Linked DNA regions of Zea mays: region 1 is linked to region 2. A link is a contact called in public Hi-C data. All regions are on one chromosome and are shown on one strand. Each heading gives the region's core, a stretch centred on a gene start, on an enhancer-like site or on the middle of the called end of the contact. The rest is flanking DNA. Distances are from core to core; before and after follow the strand shown. Region 1 holds the start of LOC100277071. Region 2 holds the start of LOC103651557.

What was found. A called contact is a pair of places that touch in the nucleus more often than the background predicts.
Region 1: a contact with region 2 is called in a Hi-C map of leaf, with 3 times the contacts expected there. The contact joins the promoter of LOC100277071 here to the promoter of LOC103651557 in region 2. A contact is called at or near these places in 6 of 25 Hi-C or Micro-C datasets (bundle sheath, ear, leaf and 2 more) and 1 of 3 datasets of contacts at active chromatin or transcription factors (leaf).

Annotation. Positions count from the first base shown.
Region 1 is chr3:228,333,071-228,340,625 of Zm-B73-REFERENCE-NAM-5.0, forward strand. It overlaps LOC100277071, which reads right to left and starts at 5,998. Exons shown (of 2, transcript NM_001196351.2): 1 at 5,494-5,998; 2 at 4,944-5,349. The coding sequence starts at 5,821. The coding sequence ends at 5,183.
Region 2 is chr3:228,191,812-228,199,527 of Zm-B73-REFERENCE-NAM-5.0, forward strand. LOC103651557 reads left to right here and starts at 1,732. Exons shown (of 1, transcript XM_008677214.4): 1 at 1,732-2,752. The coding sequence starts at 1,785. The coding sequence ends at 2,597. LOC103651558 (a long non-coding RNA gene) reads left to right here and starts at 5,851. Exons shown (of 3, transcript XR_002268503.1): 1 at 5,851-5,930; 2 at 6,088-6,313; 3 at 6,417-6,975. It also overlaps the pseudogene LOC103652612.

The sequences.
Region 1 (7,555 bases), core at 4,748-7,247, 150 kb after region 2:
CAATGAATTCCATAGAAACATTAGTATACACCATATGAGTGCATATAATATGCAAACTAAACAAGCTAAGAAAATACAAATTAGAGCGCACACTTGATTATCAGACTGGAAACCATGCTCAGAGAGATGTTAACCATAGGCACAATCAAATCTATAGTGTAATAACTATAACAACAACAGAGATAGCCTTGTATACTAAACCTACCACTGGCCGGGATTGGTAGCACTAAATTCAGTACTCAGACAAATGGAAGGAGTAGATTCTAGATATAGAGTAGAAATGTCCTTATAAGCCTCGAGAAATTGGCACATAACCTAAAAGAACTGTAAAGAGGTGCATCGACAATTTGAAAAGTGCTAGTGTGGTACCCGCAATAAGAGATGGGCGTATGGTACCTCTCGGAGCCCTTCTCTTATATGCACTGTAGAAGTTGAGAAAAGAGCATCCTTCATAGTTACCTGCTCCAACAACTTTGTGAATCTCATCAATGAAAAGAATGGTCTGCCCATCAGAATCTGTAACTTCTTGGAGAACAACCTTGGGTCTATCCTCAAACTCTCCACGATATTTGGCACCAACAATTAATGCACCCCTATCAAGTGCAATTAGTTGTTTAAAAGAAACAATAGAATAGAGTTTAAAAAATCACATGTATTTTTTTAAAAAAAGTATCCATAGAAGTCAAGAAGGTATAGTGGTTACAATTTAAATGCACTAAAGCAAAAAGGGAATCTAAACCAACATCGAACTGGTACTGATTAGTAAAGTCAATACTTTGGAAACTGATTAAAATCATCTGCAAACATATAAGAAAATGATATACAACATCAAAGAGCCAGCTATGTCCATACATTCCAATCTATATCAGAACAGAACCCTTAAGTCCTAAACCAATAAGTGCCTAACAATCAAATAGGTCGCAACTCCTAATGCAGTGGTCCAACAGTCATATCAAATGTACCAAAACAGCATAACAAATGAGCACCTATAGTTAGTGAAATGAGCTTAGTCTGTTTTGTCAGTTTTATTTAAAATTATGAGAAAATAGTAGTGTTAAGTTGTATGTGTTCAGAATTGCTAGTATAACTGAAAATCTGGAAAAACAAATCCAATAGTGAAGAATCTCAGACTAAGTGTCTTTATATTTCACATGCCAAGTATGTTACAAAACAAAATAATTTAACATTTAGTTTTTACAAATCGTTTCACACTTACAGTGGGATCGAGACCTTTGAGATCTTGATAGTGATCGTCCTGTGTTCTTTCATTCATGTACCTACCACTACATCTATGAAAGCACAAATTTATTTCTATTTAGTTTTTCATACAATGTTGCTAAGGACAACCAAGAGCATATATCAAAGGATAAAGAAACAAATAATGAACCTTCTTGTTCTCATGCACATTTCTTGTGGCGTTTTTCGATTCTCCTCGCATAAACTATTGAAATTTCTCGACCACCAATGACTTGATGATTCATCTCGCGCTTGGCAACTGTAGCATCCTCAAGGTAGCAAAATTTGACAAATCCAAAAGCACTTAGTTCCCTGTAAAATTGACCAATTCAACCAAGGATTAAGAAGGAAAGAAGTCATTGTCATTCAACAAATATACTCTATGTTCCAACAGATGGCTGTTCATTCCAATCCCAATTTAAGAAAGAACCGGTAAATACACTTAAAAACCTATTTATCAAAAAACAGGGAACATATACAACAAAACCATGCCATGATATTAAATGGGATTCTTTTTATTGCCAAAAGAACCAGAATTTTTATGAGATAATTTCAAGCCATGTGAAGTCTTAAAATAACTTATACGAAATCTTAAACATCACTAATATGTAATATGTTGAATTAAGGGGATGATAATGTTTAATAGATAGAAAGCACAAACAGAAGAGCAACTAACCTGTAAGGATAATATTAAGAAGATCCATATTCGATCAAAACTATGAAATATGTGCCAAAATGAGCATATCTCCACAAAATTAACGTTTCCCATCGAATAAACATCACCTGCAGATTCGTTCTCCTGGATGATGACCAGAATATGGCTAGGGCTTGATTGTATAGATGGCTTGATGCTTAGCTCTTTCCTGCAAAATTGGATATTTAGATAAACATACACAATAGGAACAAAAATAAGAACTCCAATATTATCAGATTTCTTTAGATAAGTATAAACCGGAACAGAGAGTCGTAGGTGATAATAATTTGTCCAAATATTTCGTACTAATAACAGTAGATAAGATTAACTATAAATGTAATCAGGAAAGGAAGCATGGTGTATATCTAATCAGTCCGTACATAAACAACTACTTGTACCTTAGGAACATAGAATCCTTTAATCATGGAGTAGGCTCGTGCGTAGGAAGGTCTCGGCGGCAGCCCGGCCGACCTCACGACGTGGAGCAGCACACGTTGGAGCGCGCACAACATGGATGCCTCGACGACGGTGGCCTAGATTTCCTGGCGCGAGGTCAGGAGGTTGACGACGACAAAGGAGGAAGCGGTGGCATCCGCGACCACGACGCTTGTGCACGGTCAAAGGTTGTTGCCGTACTTGCAGCTGTCGCCGTTCTTCGATGATTAGCCTCTGGTGGGTTTAGGTCTAAGCTCTGTCATTGCTTGTAATTATATACTTCTATGAAATACAAAGCCAAAGTATGCTTTTGTGCAACTATTTTCTAGGAAATGCTACCCCTAATCATTTACACACATCTAAAATAGGTTCCTAACAAGTGTCATCATGCAAAGGCATCATCTATCCCACTCTAAAAATGCTTCAATAATGGATAGATAGGATAAGTACCTCAATATCATTCATATTAAATCGAATTCTAAAGGTCACAGTGCCACACATCTAAAAGATGGGCTTTTAGACTAAATAAATTCATATGACACATAGATAGGATAAGTATCCCCTCTATATCATTCAGGTATTCAATACTGAATTCACACGCATAGGTTTTCGAATTCTAAAGGTCACACATCTAAAAGATGGAATTTTAGACTAAATAGAATTCACATGACGCATAAACAGGACAAGTATATCCTCCTTATCATTTAGTTATTCAATAATGGATTTGTACACAGGGGATTTTTTAAAGAACTTGTGATGTGACAATGGAAATAACAGGATTTTGCATGCTATATAGAACCTTCACATCCAATCCAAGTATGCCTAATTAGAAATAGGCATGGAACCCTTACTGCCCCGTCTATCCCATTCTCGCGCGCACCAGCAACTTGGTCTACTGTTGTCAGTAATCAATCACAGATCAAATCCACAAAAATCAAACCCCAACACTGATGCAGCAAACAAATCAACAGATTAGCAACGGGTGTGAGCCTTGTCCCAAACCACAGTCAATACACAGAGACAATCCTAGCCCTAACGAGGTAGAGGCCGAGGGCTACTGGTGGGCATGAGGATAACGCGAGAGCAAGGACAGCGACGTTGAGGATGTCGGTGATGTAGGCGGCTGCGCCACCAAACCCTAGACCCTAATCTCCATGGTAGAGACGAGCGCAGAGCGAGACAAAAGAAGACGCGTACCAGAGAGATGGGGAGGCCGAGGCCCAGTTCCCACCGACGCCGCAGTCGGCTCCGCCCTTGCTCGCGTCGTAGAGGAGAGAAGTGGTGGAGTTAGGACGTGGCTGTGGACCTCTCACCACCACCAACCCGAGTGGCCGAGAGAGAGCCGCGTCGAGATCATGGTGGCGGCCCAACGACCGTGTCCGGCGCGATCTGGTGAAGCCGAGCAGGTTGGGGAAGAAGCGAGACGAGAGGGACGGAGAGAGAAGGAGGGGGAGAGGGCGGCGGCGTCGGTTCCAGAGAGGGAGAGGTCGCTCGTGGCGTCGGTTCCAGAGATGGATCGCGTGGGCGGATGGACACACGTGGGCGGATGGATCGCGAGCGGAGCGACTACCGTGACAACGGACGGTCGAGATCGATTAAAGGCAGAACGGCAGAACGGCAGAACGAGAGGGAGGCAGACTACTATTGCTTACTTAATAAGTAGTACAGATATAGACATAATAAGGTAAGGTATACATGTTGTAAGAGATGACACACCAGATTTGTGGTAGGATGAAAAAAGAGAAATAGAGAAATAAAGAAAACAAGCTAATCACTAGTAGCCAGCTAAAAGTGACGGATCATGAACTCCAAGGCACTTTGTAGGTGAAAGAGATAGACCAAATACCTCTTTTCGTTCTTTTTTGTTTGTCACATTTTAGATCAAAAAATGAACTAGTTCGAGAATAGAGGTAGTATTAAATATACAATTTATATCGTGAGAAAGTTATAATATAACTAAGCTTTTAGTTGGCTATATGATATGGCATTATCATAAATTCATCTATAGGCTATATTATAACCCTGACGCTAAGCCGAGGTAGTATTAACTATACAGTTTGTATCATGCGATGAATGGAAAATGATTTCTCGAATTAGTCAATAGTGTTGAACTTTTTTTTCTTGGTTACGCTTGAGCACAGGGTTAGCTACTGTATTTCATTTTAGTAATGGTGGATCGGATTTTTTTTAAGAGAACGAAGCCGTGGGCTCTCATCCGTTACCTACAAAAAAATATAGTCGAGATTCTTTTTGAAACGAAATACTTGAGAAAAAATTGGTCACGATTAAGAAGAATTGGCCCAGCAATCAGACTTGCTCCCTCAGTTGCTCTGTACAAATTGTCTACGCTTGATGACGCGGTGTGGTTACTCCGTCCTGTGCAGCACTGAGCAGTCTCACTTTCTTGTTCCAACAAGCTCGTTTATTAATTAGGCCTAGTTTGGATAATCTAGTAATAAAAGATATTGAAGTAATCTAGTAATAAAAGGGATTTAAGTGGATTGAGATGTATTATGAGAGTTTTTGATCTATTAAGGATTTATACACTCTTCAATCCCTCCAAACCACTTCTAGTATTACCCAAACTAGGTCTTAATATATTGAAACTGGAATGAGATGGCAAATAGCTTTGGTGCTGGGTTTATGTTACACCCCAACTCAAGAGAAAATGTCACTTCGGTTACAGTCATGAGATCCTTCTTTTTTTGAAGTAAGTACTCCTAAGTATTTTATTATTATGGGAATATAAGGAGTAAGTTGACCGTTGCTCTCTACTACTTCATGCATGTGTACCAAGAGCATCCATGCAACATGGGCTTAATTTGGCGGAGATGGTGGCGTCGGGCTGGGACCAGGAGCAGGCGGGCCAGGCGCAGGTGGGCCAGGCACAGGCGGGCCAGGCGCAGGTGGGCCAGGCGCAGGTGGGCCATTGATGAAGCACTTCTCGCAGCAGTCCTTCAAGCACGCCGTTTTCTTTCTGCTATCTGTAACAGTGAAACAAACAAAACGGGCCCAACACATGAACAGAAGAGAGGCATTAATCAGACAACCATACTATAGTACAGTATAATATCGCGTGCTGCTCTGCTCCTCGATTGTTTTGATGGGGCGTTTGACCGTGCACGTACGGTGCGGATGGCTGAGGCAGGTGGCGATGGCGCACTGCGGGTAGGTGATGGCCGGCAGGTCCTTGAAGCACGCGTTGTCATGGCAGCTGTTGTTCTTGCACTCGCGGGTGACGGCGGCGGAGACCTTGGCGGCGGCCCCGGAGAGGAAGTCCGCCACGGCAGCAGCGCCGTTGTCGTGGTCGTGGTCGTGGTGGTGGTGGCAGCCTCTGGAGCATGACTTGAAGCACTGCCAGGGCTGCGTCTTGTCGTCGTCGTCCGCCGCCCTCGCCGTCGCCGCCGCGAGGAGCGCGGCCACGGCCAGTAGAACGCCGACCGCCCTGCGCGCCATCTAGCTGGCTGGTCTCTCGGTCCACCGTCCAAGCTAGACGATCGAGCAGATGCTGTAGCTTTATGTGCGTGGATGGCTCGTTCTATATACTACAGTGTGATGCAACAAGCGCCGCGGCCCGACGACGACGAGTAACGCACGCGCGCACGTCGAACGCGTGAGGCCGCGATGTCCAACGGCCCGGGCTGATACGCGCACGGGAAACGGAGTAAGCGCTGAGCAGAGCGAGTGAGTGAAATCCGCGCGGATAGATTCATGCTTTTCTTGTTCCTGGCAATAGCAGTGGCAGCATACCTGTCTGATTTTTATTAGACATCCTCTTTCAGGTAGAGCCAAAAAAATGTTCAGTACAGGGCGACAGCAAAATGCACAGAATTTGCAGGTCAATATACACCGATTGAAATACCCAAACACACAGACTAGGAGGTGTTTGATTTCTTATGATTAATTTTTAGTCCTTTCGTTTTAGTGTCTTTTAGTCCCTAAATTGTTAAACACGCTGATTAAAAGAGAGATTATTTTTATTTTAGTCATTGTATTTGACAATTTAGAGATTAAAAAGGAGAGACTAAAAATTAGTCTCTAGAAAAACACCCCCTAAAGAGATTGGAGACTAATCAGGTGCTACACAAGCTAATCTGAATGCTCCCGCGATGATTAAAAAAAAGAGTCCTCTCCTGCTTTACCCCAGCACAATGACCAGAAAACATGCATGCGTTGCATGCATACGTGCAAAATTCCATGAGCCGTGTACAAAGTTTTCATGTATGACAATACCAAATACATGGAGATGAGATCATGGGAGAAGAAGCTCGACTGGCCAACATTATGGTCGACTGGCCAACACATGACCGCTCGACGTAGCCAAGGCCGCCCAACCAAGCCTTAACCACCAGACCATGCCCATGTCCCCTTTCATGTATATTGTTCCAAGGCATGCAAACAAACACATTTGTGATGAGATACAACTATGGATTTAAACACATGGACCATTCAGGTCTTATTCGGTTATTTCAATTCCATATGGATTGTGTGTATTGAGATGAATTATAATGAATTTTGACTTGCTATGGATTTAAACCAACTCAATACCACCCAATCTACATGGATTAACGGCGAAACGAACAAGCCCTCAAGGGTCAAAAGGAAGTCACCTCGTCACTTACATGGATTGCTGAGCTCACCAAGTCGCGTGGCCAACTAAATTAATTGTAAATCGATCTTGAGAGTCAATATGGAGCGTTGATCAAGTGAGGCGATGCATCGAAGGGGTCAGCCAGCCATGCCTTGGCTGCCCAGACTAACACGTGTCCACCCAACTACTGACTTTCTCCCTTTACTGACCTAGCTCACCTATAAGTATCCCCAGCTCAGTTTTAGCTATAAAACCCCTGGTAGAGTGTGGAAATATTTTGAAACTACCTTTAGTTTTGTGAAGTGAGCGTGCTTGATTGTATCAAGGATGAAGAGTGAGAAAAAGAGTGAAGGAGCTAGAATTTCTCTTGTACCCCGTTTGGACGTAGATATTGAAGCATGAAATTGGGAATTGGAATCAACTTTCCTAAAACATGTCGTTCGGTTGCACATGGAATTGAGATTTGAAATCAAAGACCCAATTCATTGGAATTGGACTATAACTAGAAACCACATCTCCTAATACCGAGCACCCCCTCTGTATCGGGTGAATTACACCACAACAATTCCAAGCTTCAATCCAGTGACATCCAAATAATA
Region 2 (7,716 bases), core at 482-2,981:
AGAGCCAAAGAGTTTCACAAACAGGTGGAAGAATTAGCACTTGTTAATGTAAATTTTAGTCGAAAAAGGAGACGAATTCCGTTCGCATGAGAAAGGATGAATTACATAGACAGAAGTTTATTGTTAGAGTTGAAATTGGATATACGATGCAATAAGTATTAGAATTTTAACAGTAAACATGTATGAAAAATAGCAGTAGCTTGATTAAATGTTGAAAGCTAAAATATAATAAATTGAGGATATTACCAAAAATGGATGCAACAAGAGCTTATATAACTTGGCAATGTATCCTATGCACATTAGCACTTGGTGCACATATTAAATCCAGCCCCATCATTTATCATCCAGCGTCTCTCCTACGGTCTACCTTTCTCTCCTCACTTTTTAAAAAAATCCCGTCCCATCTCCCTCACTTCCTGCTTCGAAACCCCCTGGCTCCTAGCTTCTCGGAAATCCCCTGCCATGGCGTTTCCTAAAGGCTCACTAGAGCAAACAAAAGCAAGGGAGACAGTCGAGTCAAAGTATGCACTAGGGCAATCTCTGAATGGCACCGTGAGGAGTACAACGGAGTACAGTTGGTGAACATATAAGCGTTAAAGTACTGAATGTAGCACAGGGTCAGGCAACCTTGACGACGAAAGGCGTGGAAGATGATGAAGACTATCTGAAGACGTTGAACATGGAGCTTAAGCGGGACTGGTCTAGAGGGCCTCAAATTCTAGCACCATGCTTCCATAGTAATGATTATAAATTATTACCATGCTACCCCTACTTGCATTGCTTGGTCTGGTTAAATAATCCACTGGTTGAAGTTACTTGCATTATTTTTTTTAATCTTTTTTCTTCTTCCGGCGTGCCATTTGTGAGGATGCTTTCAACAATTGTGAACATCAAGTGTTAAACTTATGCAGGGACATTAATAAGCTGTTTGGTTTGAGGAATGATCTAGTCCATCGTCTTCTCACTCGTCACTTTTTTGTTTGGTTTGTGGAATGGATTGAGTTGATCCATCATCACCTCATTCCTTATAGTTATTTAGTTAGTACTAATATTAGGAATGAGGTCATCCCACCAAATTTGAGAAATGGACCCATGATGCACCACTACATTTTGGATGAAGTGATTCCTCAAACCAAACACCCCATAAAAATACAAAGTATGCAAAATGAGAAGCAAGGGGTTGAAGGGTAAACCAGGTGCAAAATATCCTAAATTGTAAACTGCATTTTCACATATGGGATACTTTAACATGACTTAAGGGAGTAGCATTATAGGACACACGGATACACACAGTTGCATTCAACCTGAAACATGCGAAGCAGCAAATTCAGTTATCATATATACGCGATGGTTGCTATACCTGTAAGTTTCAGTTGGCTTGTATCTGAAACCTGTACCTGTATCTGCGATGGCTTGCTTGTATGTACCGCAACACTCAGGCAACGAAGGGTGGAGACGTGGCCAGTGTTAGGGAGGAGGGCCACGCAGGCAGGAAGGTGCTGGCCAAGGGCACCTGAGGTGTGCATTGAGGGTGAGGGGTAGTCCCTGAACACCGTGGGGAGGGGCGGGCAGCGAGTGAAGTGAGATGCGCCAGATGCAGAGCAAGATCAAGGGCGGGCAGCGGCGACAACGACCAAGGGGCAAGGGCGGCCGGTGGCGATCGCTCGCTCCGGTGGAGAAGCCAGGAGCCAGTTGGCCAGGGTGTTTTAAAAAAACACCAGGGTAAGAGCGCGAGCCCCACAAGGCAGAGCGCGGCATACAGGGGAGGGCAGGCAGCACTGGGCATGCGCCGAGGCGGCTTTCGCAGGGAGGCGGGGGGCACAAGGATGGTCATACACAATGGATTGTTTGGATGCGGCGGCGCATGGTCTCGGAATGCTCAAGTCAACAGCATGGACTTTGTACACTGCACCTGCGTCCTTTACTCCTTTGTTTGTGGCCAAGACCCATACCAAGACCGGCTACATATACACGATACAGCTCGAGCCGGTGACGACGAGAGCATGGAGGTCCAGGTCCAGCAGAGAGGATCCCCTGCCCCTGCGGCGGAGCTGGAGGTCTCCCTCCGCGAGTTCACCCTGTCGGACGCGGACGCGGAGGCGTTCATGTCGTGGGCGTCCGACCCTCGCGTGGTCCGCTTCCAGCGCCGCGACGCCTACGAGCACGTGGACCAGGCCCGCCGCTACATCGCCGACCACGTCCTGCCGCACCCGTGGTACCGCGCCATCTGCGCCGGCGCGGGCGCGCCCCTCCCCGTGGTGGGTTCCATCTCAGTGAAGGCCGGGCCCGCCGAGGACGGGCGGCTGTTCAGGGCGTCCGTGGGGTACCGCCTGGCGCACGCGCACTGGGGGCGGGGCATCGCGACGCGCGCGGTGCGAGCGGCGGCCGCGGCCGTTTTCACGGCGTGGCCCTGGCTGCTGCGGCTGGAGGCCGTGGCGGACGTGGACAACCCGGCGTCGCAGCGCGTGCTGGAGAAGGCCGGGTTCGCCAGGGAGGGCGTGCTGCGGAAGTACGTCCTGCTCAAGGGCCGGCCCAGGGACATGGTCATGTTCAGCATCGTCGTCGAGACGGAGCAGGACAATCCGGATGGGCTGTAGATCGTGGGCCGCGATGCTATGGGCTCCTGGCCTTTCGCTGCTGCGTAACGTTCCAGGCAGCCATGTATCATGTACTGTATGTATGATGATAGTATACCACTGTGTGTATGTGATAATCTGGAAAGGAAATAGGAAAATGAATAATCGTACCAGTACCACCGTGGGAATTGGAAAGTCAAAAGAAGAGCAGGATAAAGATAATTGTGAAGGAAGAACCAAACCGTCTACGAGGCAAAGCGTGGAGACCAACACTCGTAGTAATAAACAATGCCATGTCAGGACAAATCGCAATCAGAGGTAGCATCGGTCCACCATCCTCCGATTACAGAAAACACTATGATGATTAGGGGGTTGATGATTATGGGCAAAGAATGAATTTGATTTTGAGAAACGCACTATTGTCTTAGGGTCTGTTTGGTAGAGCTCCCCTTGCCCCTGATAATTGTCTAAAAGTGATTCTGTACGAATAAACTCTTTGGAGGAAGTGAATCAGTCGAAGAAATTAGTTAAGCTCCTAACATTTTAGTTCATTCTAGAGAATCAACCCTACGACAACACTCTAGGAGCTCTACCAAACATGCCAATCTTGTATTTAGCTCTATAGATTATTTATTTATTCGTTAACTTGCAGCTATTATTTTCAGGTATATTTCTTCCTCCAGCATCTGTTTTGATATGTGCTGTTGTTTTATTTATAGAAAAAGTGGAAATGTTGAGTTTAATTTTGCAATAATGTTCTAAGCAGAGGCATCCATATTTGATGCACTACTCTAAGCTATTTTTAAAATTAGTCACGCTTTCATTCTTATACCCCTCCACTCTGTGTTCATGACTTAGTGGAGTTTTTACCTTCTCTAGCAAATTATGGTAATAGAGTACTCATATTTAGTCAGTGGACCACGATGCTTGATATCCTTGAATGGGCACCGGAAATAATAGGAGTTACATGTGGACCACGATGATCGATGTCGCGATCTCCAAGCTGGAGAGCGAAACAGGGGAGAACCTGATGCTCACCGAAATTGTCGGCCTTGAACAAATTGCAGAGGTATACTCTTGTTCACCACCACAAAAAAAATTCAAAGCAATACCAAATCGTCTCTTGGTAATGTAATCTTGCAGGTGATGAGTCGGTGGACGGGTATTCCGGTGACTCGGCTTGGCTATAACGACAAAGAGAGGCTGGTCGTCCTTGCCGACAGGCTTCACCAGAAGCTGGTCGGCCAAACAGATGTTGAGAAGGGTGGCCATCGCATTGCCACCGTTGATGTACCTATCAAATGGCCGGAAGGACGGAGAGACCATCTTCCCCAATGCAGAGGTTATTACGTGTCCTTCCTGTGTTTACTCTCCTAGAGCATCTCCAAGAGCTCCCTAGAAGTCTCCCATAAATCAGTTTTTTGGGAAAACCACAAAAACGTGTCTCCAACAGTCCCCTAAAGCGCTCCCAACTTTTTTATAGTCCTTAAAACTCTCTCATTTGTAGATACAAATGAGAGGTTTTTGGGCTTCCCAGAAACAAACTGCCGCTTTAAGGGATCTGTTAGAGAAATGTTTAAAATTTACCCCTACTAATTATTTAGATGTCCCTTAAAACTGATTTTGAGGAGTCATTTTCTGGAGAACTTTTGGAGATGCTCTTAAGAATGCAGGTTGTAATGACTTCAACATTCTATAGGGGAAGTTATTTGCATCGTGACTGTTATACACATTGTATGCTTTTTACGGTGCACTTGCATCCATCACTATTTTACTATGTCCCTACTTCTTTTTATACTTTTTCTCTTAATATATCATCGAACACAAAAACAAACAAACATAAGAATACTGACATTTTATCGAATATTTTGTAGACCGTCGCAACGCACGGTCACCGAACTAGTAGATAGTAGAGATTACTACTCCTATAATGATCAGCACACCACCACCGGCTGGCAGCATCGAACCAGGTGCGTGGTAGTATCTGATGTGCGCTCCATTATTATATTATCCCATTGCTTGCCAATAAACTTGTTCAGTTTCTTGGTTGTTAGTACGAGTATAATTGGCAACCATACCTAAGGGTGGACTACGTACCGCGTAGACTAGCGTCCGTGAATCCATGCGTTTATACAGACAAACACACTCCAGTATGTTTGAGCCGTGGAGCATTTTGCCAACCATACCTAGCTGCTTTATTAATTAAGCAGTGAGTAGGCACAGCCGCACAGCACAGGCTGGCGGTGCAACGCCTCCCCTCCCGTGTTTCAAGGCAGGACGGGCCTCAATTAACGGGCGAAACGGCTTAACGCGTCAGATTGGGTGGACCCTATATCTCTATCTCTACTAACTATTAAGGGGGCAGTGTAGACTGCCCCCGCTCCCTACCGCACGCGCCAGCAAAAATCCCCCCGCAACCGCCTCCCGCACCTCATGCCCGCGCGCCGCAGCCGCCGCGAATCCAGCTCCAGCACGCCCATGCCAGCGCTCGCAATGGCGCACGCCCGCGCCAGCGATCCGCCCGCGCACCGCAATCGCCGCCACGAACGCGCAATCCCCGCCCGCCCGCCATGTTCTCGCAGTGGATGTCACTGTACCGCACGAGCGTGACCTTGCCCGCGACGTCGACCCCGCGGGAGGCGAGGTAAGCATAATCCTCGTTGTGGCCGTAGTTGGCGTAGACGACCTCGGCGTTGTCGGAGCCGGATCCCGAGTAGGCGAAGTACGTCGGGAGGACCTCCGCGGAGGCCTCAGCGTACGGGTCACCTTTATAGGTCTCATGCACCAAGGGGAACGGCCTGGCGGCAAGGCCGGGTGCCGCGGCGAGGGAGAGGGAGCGGTGTGGACGGGGTAGGAGAGGAGAACCGAGTAAGGGGTGATGTGTGCTGGGAAGGAGAGGGAGGAGAAGGCGTGGAGCACGTAGCGGGCGGCGGCCGCGTTGGCCTCGATGCCAGCAACGTGGGGGCGGAGGGTGAGCGCGCGTTGGTGGGCCGCCGCGGTGGCGTTGGAACCGAGGGAGAGGAATAGTGTGCTTTCGACGTCGCCGTCGATGCTGACGCCGACGTCGTTCCCCGCCTCTCCGCTCACCAGTACAACCAACTCCTCCACCTCCTCGCACATCAACGTGTCACGCCGTCGGTCTGTGGCCGCCAACACCGCCAAGGCAATCGAGTGCGTCGCTGATGGCCGCCATCTCCGCCTTCGCCGCCTCCGTCTCCTAGAAGATTCCGCGCAGGCGCTCGTCCGTGACACACGAAGAAGATAATCACAAAGATAATCACAAAAGAGATAATCACAAAGATCGAAGAAGCTGCAAAGCCGCTTGGCTTTGATGTTCAGAAGAAAAAATACAAGGTATTTCCTACTGAAGTTTGTTATGTACAATATTCATCTTGTTGCTTTCGACCTATGTTGTAAAATTTTGGCTGGAATATCTAGATAGTAAGTAGAACTCTTACTGCCATCTTCCACACACCTTAGATCTGAATAAGGCTGTGTCTGCTCTTTCCAGATGCGGATGGAGAACCCGAAAGTAGGTAGAAAGGGCAATCTGAATGTTGCAACTGAGGTAGCTGAAAACATCAACTTGACAAATATCAAGATTGCTGAAGCATCGAAAGAGAATAACTCAATTCCTTTCTGTTTGTGCATGCCAACTCTTAGGTCTTCCAAATAGCCCCATCCCTACATGTAGTCGAGCTAAAGAAGGCGAAGGGGGACACTCTGAGTTCCAAAAGGTACGGTCTCTACTAATCCTGCCACACGACGGTTCTCTGTATGATTTAACATTGGCACATTGTACTAATACCCAAAATTAACTGTATTGTAATTGTAAAACAGTTCTACAGAAGCCTGTCGACCCAGCTGAAGGATGTTGTGTGGAAGTGCGACAGCGAGGTGGGCGGCAACAGCACGGCAGCATGAAAGCGCCCTTTGAACTTTCCACTGGACGGCACCAGTTTTCCTTTGTACATAGCTTCTCTTTCGTATGATCATGTGTCCATTGCAGAGTCAGTTTTGCAACAAGTTCTTTGGTTTATTTGTTGACGGCGAGTAAGCCCGGTGAAACAACCGCCCTGGAGGCTGTTGTGGATGAGCTTACTGGCGTGTTTAGTTCGTTTCACGATCGGGAGGTTGAATGGAATGGGAACCACAATCAAGGATGTAGTAGTTTGTGTAGTAACGAGGTATCGAGGTAGATACATCAGATGGTGTAAGGGAGTACCAGCTGTTAGTTCATGGCTTCAAGCTTAGCCCCCCTTCAATTTGTTTGATGATGTATTACTTCACAATAAACATTATTACTTAGATGTATGAGGTGAGCACACTTGGTCTTTTGTCCTCTTTGTGCTATTTTGCGTGATAATTGAATTTTAGCAGGGGCGGATTCAGGTGGTTGCGTGTTAATTGAGTTTTAGATGTATTATTCTTTTCAAACAAGGTACTATTGGCAGATAGCAAAGTTTTATCACTAACCATCACATGCTTAAAATGCATATCATCCATTTCATACAGTTCATACATTCTGGAGATGGATAGGTTCTCTTTGGGAAGGCAAACAACAGGATATGCTAAGAGCTTCTGCTTTCATCAAGTGTGCTGACATTTTCATCTCCATCTTCTTCACTGATGGACGGGCATCAGATGCACTGTCCAGCGCATCGTCAGATCCAACCAAATTGCTCTCAACCTTTGTCTTGAGCAACGACCTTGTAAACCTTCTCTGAGGCTTCTCCAGGAGCAAAGCAAAATCAAATGAGGTATCCTTGCTGCCATCTGGTGTTGCCTGACTTTCACAAGCTGCAGACTCTTCTTTGTTTGGCTCATGATTCTTGAGCAGCAATCGAGTGAAGCGTCTTGCAGGCTTGAGCTCGGCAGTAGCCACAGGTGTGGCAATGTCCTCAGCTAGCATAACAGTGGACATCAATACATTGTCAATGGCTTGCTGCTGTAGACTTGCTCCACTTGAGTTTGAGTTATCACACTGTTCATTTCCAGCTACAACGGTTGATCCAGCTGCAATGCTGGTTTCCAGCAAAGTTGGTTCTACTGCTGCAGTATCAGCCACAGTCAGCTTTGATGTTGTATCCTCCATGCCCACATTGAACTTTGATGCACCATCCTTTGTGGCCACATTCGG